Linked DNA regions of Drosophila melanogaster: region 2 is linked to region 1. Evidence: chromatin contacts called from public Hi-C data. All regions are on one chromosome and are shown on one strand. The core of a region is the stretch at or near the end of the contact, and the rest is flanking DNA. Distances in the headings are between cores, read along the strand shown.

The links. A called contact is a pair of places that touch in the nucleus more often than the background predicts.
Region 2: a Hi-C map of the Kc167 cell line shows a contact between it and region 1, with 3 times the contacts expected there. The contact joins the promoter of Sgt1 here to the promoter of CG7878 in region 1. A contact is called at or near these places in 9 of 107 Hi-C or Micro-C datasets (the Kc167 cell line, the OSC cell line, the S2 cell line and 1 more) and 1 of 6 datasets of contacts at active chromatin or transcription factors (the Kc167 cell line).

Annotation. Positions count from the first base shown.
Region 1 is chr3R:8,120,909-8,124,612 of dm6, forward strand. CG7878 reads left to right here and starts at 1,817. Exons shown (of 4, transcript NM_141510.4): 1 at 1,817-2,595; 2 at 2,651-3,159; 3 at 3,222-3,704. The coding sequence starts at 1,945. puc (puckered) reads left to right here. Exons shown (of 4, transcript NM_079549.3): 4 at 1-1,386. The coding sequence ends at 427.
Region 2 is chr3R:8,303,461-8,307,164 of dm6, forward strand. It overlaps Sgt1 (suppressor-of-G2-allele-of-skp1), which reads right to left and starts at 1,814. Exons shown (of 1, transcript NM_141526.4): 1 at 730-1,814. The coding sequence starts at 1,662. The coding sequence ends at 1,126. It overlaps nac (neuronally altered carbohydrate), which reads right to left and starts at 563. Exons shown (of 3, transcript NM_141525.2): 1 at 389-563; 2 at 1-328. The coding sequence starts at 465.

The DNA.
Region 1 (3,704 bases), core at 567-3,066:
CGATGATGTGGACAGCGGCTCCGGCAGCCTGGCGGGTAGTAACTGCTCATCCAGATTGACCTCGCCGCCAATTACCCCGGATGACGAGGCGCCCAGCACTTCGGCGGCAGCGTCGTCGGTTTCAGAACTAGATTCACCCAGCTCCACAAGCAGCAGCAGTGGCATCTGCTCACTGCTGCAGTCCACCAGCTCATCCGTATCACCCCGCGCAATCAGCAAGCCAAATCTGCTGTCACCCACGCGGCAGTTGGCTCTGTTCAAGCGGAATTCGCCCGCCAAACTGCGATTGGATCTGGAGTCCAGCTATGCGCCTGCGTCACCCATCCCAAACACCATGCCCTGGCTTTCGGTGCCATCGACGCCCGTCTGCGAGGAGGCACCGGATAGCAGGATTAACCATGTGGCTAGCAATTTGACGAGGGACTGAGATAAGGTGCCTGCGGAAAGCCGCCGTCAAGTAGCAGCAGTGAAAAGAAAGAAAATGTGCACCCAATTGCCGCATTCTTTATGATCAAAACTAAAATTGATAAAGCTGTACGTTTTTCGAAGACTAGTAGAAAATGATCAAGTTTTGATGTATTTTATAACTACTTGTTTACTGAAACTAAGGAATTTTTTACCTGGCTGAAAAAATTTAGATTTTATTAAGTCAGAAACGGCGAGAGGGCTGATACTTCCTATTAAACAAGGTGATGCTAAATGGTTTCTGAAGCCACCTCTGCAACGTGTAAATAAAAACGTTCAATATCTGTACATACAAACGTACCTAAAACAAAACACAAGGGAAAGAAATACCAATTGCAGCTTAAACTATGTACTTGCAATACCTTTTAAGAGCTTTTGTAATGTATTTCCTTTTCGCCCCTGAACCAACCAACCACAAAGCGAAAACCACTAAAATAATCCAAAACAAGCAACTGGAGAAATTGTTTAAGAGAAAGAAAACCTCGTACATGTTAATTTAGTTTAAATTTAGTTGTAAGCGATTCTTAACTTACCTACCTACATATATATACACACGTAAACTATATTAAACTTCACATAGAACAATGAAATCCAAAATGCACTGCAACTATTTCTGCTGACTTGCCACACAAATCGAACCCAACCCAATTCCCCCAACAATATTATAAACCCCGCCATATGCACAGCAAAGATCTTATCAAAACTGTTCTAAGTTTTATCAATCCGCTATAGCCACTCTAATAGTTTAGTTACTTCTTGAAAGTGAAAAAAGTTTGTGTTTTCTAGTTTTAATTATTTATATGAAGCGAGTGTGTGAGAGGATTATGATTCATTTCGTATTAGATCGTAAGTCTATTAAGCTAAGCTACACCTGAGCAGTGTAACGCGAATGCTAAGTAAAAGGAAATTATAATAGTAACCAAACCAACTGCTGTTTTCCTTTGCATTTTTTTAACAGGACCGCCAAAATGTTGAAAACTGTTATATATTTTGAATATATGGAACATAAAAGCACTGCTTTGTAGCCCTGGAGCGCAGCCAGCCCTGCCGGTGAAACTTGGAAACATCGATAACAAAGTAACTGGGTATATCGAATTGTGAATATAGTAATTTTTTTTTTGTATATATTTGTCATTTGAATTTTATAATTCATTAACATTTACTGCTAAAGGCTGCATTGGATATAGTAAAATTAAATTACATTTATGATAAGCTGATCTTGATGAAAAGCAGATATGGTAGGCACAGGTTTAAATTTAAGTTTGTTTTTATGATTTCCAGGACGATTAACCACATGCTCAAATTTAATCGATAATCTTCCCTGGTTGCGATACAACTCTCTTCTAAGAGCGTAGACAGAAGCGTTAGTTTATAGCACACACACAAACGCACGCGGTGTCAGCGAATTGCAAAATCAGCGTTTTCACGTGTGCTGTTGTTTTTTTTCCAACGAATCTCACCAAAATAAAGGGTTCCAATATGTCGGATCTCGATTGGGACGATCCAAACTATGTCGAGAAGCCGGCGGTGCATCAGGAGTACTCCAAGCCGAATAATAAGTACGAAAGGAGTATCCGGCGAGATGGTAACTCACGTGCATACAAAGGAGATCGAAATGACTACGGCGGAGAAGGACGAGGCTATCGCGCTAAACGCAATGATTATGGCGGTGGACGTCGCGACAATCGGGATAATTACGGAGCAGGGCATCGTGATAGTCGCGACAGTGCCGGGGGAGGAGGAGGAGACTTTAGCGAATCCTTGAGCATCGCTTCCGAGATGGTCGGAAAAGTTATTGGAAGAGGGGGCTCCAATATATCCCGGATCCAGAACGACTTCAATGTCCGCGTCAAATTGGACAAGTGCGACTTAATAGTCAAGATAACTGGTAGCATCCAGAGCAACGTCATCGATGCTATCAATCACGTTCGCAAGCAGGTCACTAATTCGGGTGATAGGGGACAGGATCGCGATAATAGGGACCACGGTTCCAATGAAAGATATGACGGAGGCGGATACGACAGATACAAGGGGAATAGCTACGAGTTCAATCCCACTTCTTCTGAGTCCAATAAGGACAATGGGGATCTTACGGGCATCATTGATTGGGAAGCCCTGAATAAAGCTTCGGTGAGTACAAAAGAAAAATTAGATATTATACGTTCTAAACGATGTATCCTTACAGATAGCAGCTACTGCGGCACGGTGGTCCAAGTGTCCACCGCTAACAAAGAACTTTTACAAGGAGGCTCCTGAAGTGGCCAATCTGACAAAATCGGAGATTGAGCGCATTCGCGAGGAGAACAACAAGATAACAGTTTCTTATGTTTTCGAGCCAAAGGAGGGGGAAACGTCACCGCCTATTCCAAATCCAGTTTGGACCTTCGAGCAATGCTTTGCCGAATATCCAGATATGCTTGAGGAGATTACCAAAATGGGCTTCTCCAAGCCCTCGCCCATCCAATCGCAGGCGTGGCCCATTCTCCTCCAAGGTCATGACATGATCGGTATCGCCCAAACAGGCACTGGCAAAACACTAGCCTTCCTTTTGCCCGGAATGATTCACACCGAGTACCAGAGCACGCCCAGGGGCACGAGGGGCGGAGCTAACGTTCTGGTGCTGGCACCCACTCGGGAGTTGGCTCTGCAAATCGAAATGGAGGTCAAGAAGTACTCCTTTCGTGGCATGAAAGCGTAATTATCCTAATCGAACATGAAGTGAGTTCCCTTTTTAACCAAAATAACACAATTTGCAGGGTTTGCGTGTACGGCGGTGGCAATCGCAACATGCAGATATCCGACTTGGAGCGCGGTGCGGAGATCATTATCTGCACTCCGGGACGCCTGAACGATTTGATAATGGCCAATGTCATTGATGTAAGCACCATCACTTATCTGGTGCTTGACGAGGCAGATCGCATGCTGGACATGGGTTTCGAGCCGCAGATCCGGAAGGTGATGCTAGACATACGTCCGGACCGTCAGACCATAATGACGTCGGCCACTTGGCCACCAGGAGTACGTCGTTTAGCGCAGAGCTATATGAAGAATCCCATCCAGGTGTGTGTCGGATCGCTCGATCTGGCAGCCACGCACTCGGTGAAACAAATTATTAAATTGATGGAGGATGACATGGACAAATTCAACACCATTACATCTTTCGTTAAGAACATGTCCAGTACGGACAAGATCATCATATTTTGTGGACGCAAGGTTCGTGCTGACGACCTATCCAGTGA
Region 2 (3,704 bases), core at 564-3,063, 180 kb after region 1:
GAGGACCACACTAAACACGGTTGTTAGGGAGCGACCGATGTAGTAGAAGGCCACTGTGACGTAGGACAGCGACAGGTTGTTGGCCCCAATCATCAGGGTATAGAGCACAGATAGAGGCAGGATCTTGCGGAAGGTGTCGATGTCCAGTGGATTTCCCTCGGGAAACGTAAATACCGAGGGGTACTTCCTGCTCAGCCGACTTGCCACAAAACATATCACTGTGGAAACCACGCATTGGAACCAGGACATAAAGAGCGGAGCTCCCAGGTTTACTGTATCGCTGCTCAGCAGGTGCTTATTTACGAATACCGTCAATATCGAGGTGCACCTGTGGAAGAAATGGAACTGCAGGCGGCGCACAGATGGAGGGTTCGCACGCATTACTCACCAGTAGAGCGACACGACGAAGAATATCTTTAGGTATTTGTTAACCAGCCGGTTGTGCTCCTCCAGATTCTTGTACATTTCGGAGTTTTTAGGAATTGCAGAGCAATTTGTGCGAGCCAAAAGTAATTGTGCGTTTATTTTTACACGTATCTGCTACCCGGTCTGCCGATCAGCTGTTTTCGCTGAGAACGTTTCGGTTGAGTGCGGGGGTGGATTCAGCAGTTGTTCGTTGTGAGATAAAATGAATAATGAAATAAAAACAATCAGCACAAGAGTTCAACGACAGTTTCTTGCTCACCTTTATTGTGCGTTTTCAAAATGCTCTAATTGAAAAAAGTTGTTGAAAACTGTTGATTTAAATTTATTCGTTACAAATTAAATACATACATTATCCAAATCTTATTCTGTCGAGTGTTTTAACCAAACTTGTTACAGAAATAAAGTGCTATGATATAACAAAATATTAATTAAAATACATTTATGTTGTGAGGTGCTCGAAAGAGTGTTTATGTGGTGGATTCATTAATTTATTTTACAGCCTAGTTCTTTTCTAGGAAATATAAACATTTTTGTGTTTCTGAAGTTCCTTTAATGCGTTTATTGCCACTGTTTTCCTTATGATACTCCTCTGTACTTGCTAATTCAAGTCGACAATCCCCAAAATGTACACGTTATAGTAATTATTCTCTGTTAATCTCTCTCGCTGACTCTATAAATAAAGGAGTATGGCCATTTCGCCTACTTCTCCCACTCGCGGAACTCGGTTCCATTTGGAGGCTTCACGGTGACTCTTTCTTTGCCCACCTCATTCCAGTTGGTGCTGAGCACGGTGCCTCCGGACTCCGAGAAGGACTTGTTCATGGCCTTTTGGACCTCGGGCGAGGATGAGCTGTAGATTTTCTTGAACAGGTTGGTGAGGGCCGCCTCGCCCTTGGCCTCCTTCTCGTCGATCTTTTCCTCCTCGCTGACCAGCTGGTCCCAGTTCTTGGCCTTGGGTTTCACCGGTGCAGCCACGATGGCCTCCTCCAGATTCTCCCACCGAATTCCCGTCTCCTTAGCCAGTGTGATTTCCACTTTGGTCGAAAAGGCCTTGTAGGAGGAACGCTCCACAACAATGGGATGAAGCAGCTTCAGGTCCAACTCGTAGCCATCCGCCGTCATGTGGACTCGCTTCTGGGTAATCTCCACAGCATAGTTCTTATCGACGGCGTTCTTCAGGAGCACGGTGATGACCACCTTGGTCTCCGACTGGTACCAGTCGTGGCGCACGGACATCTTGCTGCTTCAGCTGGTACTGGAAATTGGGAATTGTTGAGGATTCCCCTATAATTGCTTTCGCCCACTAAACGGGGTTAATTTTATTATTATCTGGAATTATCTAGAATTCAATACAAATGAATGTGACTAAAGGCAGTGCTACCAGATATAAAATGATTATCGACAATCGATTTTTTGTAGCTTAAGTGGCAGCGCCTATTAAGTTTCAACATTCAAACGTCGATATCGATAAGTATCGACGAACCGGTTCAGAAATCAGGGCTGTGAGCGTGGAATAAGGTGTAGCAACGACTCTAACCTTAATGGAACTGTTGGTGCGGCAAGTAATTTCCAGCACTGCAAAAACTTAAATTAAGGCGCCAATTTCCCTTTTACAAATTTGATTTTTTTGTTTGAACTTTTCATCACGATTGAAATAATTTCAACAGACTAGAAAGTTGTCAAAGACAAAAAAAAGGTTACAAGTTCTTTTTTGCAAGGATACAAATCCACGGGAAATTATTTGAAATCTGCTCACACCAACTGCTCACTTCAACTGCAGCCAACTGAAAACAAAGTTCTAGCCAATTTACGGGCACTTTAATTTCGGTACTTCGCTTTGGGGAAAAAACAGCAGTCGAAAGCGCATAAGTCCCGACGACAGCAAACATAAATTCCAGTCGTCTGGATCCACCCCCCTAAAGAAATCCGCATAGTCAAAGTTTGTCCAAAGTGACAGCAGAATTGAAAAGTGTGCGAGGGGCTGGGCAAGTGGCCCAGAAACTATTTACTGCTCTAAGTTTTATGACTTGCACTCGACTTTTTTTGTATGCTTGCCTTTCCGATCAATTGACAATTATCTTGTGAGAATTGAAGAACAGCTGCTAAAATTCGGAAGACACGCCACTTTTGCATTTAAGTGTGGCAAACAAATTTATTCACAACATAATTTTTTCTCTTAACTTATAACTTTACTCTAACATTATAACTTCGCATATTTGCATCTATAAATAAAATAATAAATAAAACTAAAATATGAAATATGGAATATACAGTTACATTTACATTTCACGCGTGTTTTATGTGCAATTCCTGTACAGATTTGAGAAAATGTCGAGAATAACATTTTATTGCATTCATTACATTTCATTAACATTTGCATGCGAAGGGGAAAATTTAACAGAAGCGTTCTATTCCATATTATTATAGAAATGTTATATTTATCGCATGCGAGAAACCGAGCTATGTAAACTAACAGTCTGCATTCGCGCTTAACAGCTGTGCTGAATAGAGAGGGGTAAGCTGGCTGTTAAAATTTGACACGTGTACACGGTGTACATAAAACGACGTAAAAATAAAGTAGAAATGCTGTTTCGCTCTGATGAGAAAACCAATTGGAAAATATCTAGCCAAGTCAAATTGGAATTTAGTAACTAAAGATTATAAAGATTTATATGTACAGTAAATATAGGCAACGAAAGCAAATGAAAACTATGGCTATTTAAAGTACTCATCACTTGGCCAAAAACACTCTTTCACTGCTTCCACTTACGACAATTAACTGTAAATTATATTTTCCATCAAACGCAATCCGCTCCCCTCCCCCCGGCCAACGAACGCAAGCTGGCATCTCGAAACCGAAATTTATCGAAAACTTTTAGTAAAGCAAATATTGACGTGGTTTCGAGTGGTTGGATGGCTGCGCGGGTGGAGGGGATTGGAGTGCGCTGCACTTGGCGGGAAATGCACTTGGACGGCATACAAATGGCGATGCTGCGATGCGAGTGATGATACAAACGACGTGTTAGCTTGCTTGTTTGTTTGTCACTTGCGCCGCGTGCAGAAAGTAAGAGCCCACCCACTCCCACTCGCGCCAGCTCCACAAAACTTGACCTTATGGCTCTCCAGTTTAGCTGCCTAATATGGTCGTAGCGACCATGCACGCCAGCCAACATCTTTCCGGGATTGAGCCCTCGAAAAGCTGACACTGATTAATAGCTTAAGAAGCAGGAAGCCATTGCCGTAAAGCTAGCTACATGCATTGGGTCAGCATTCGCATC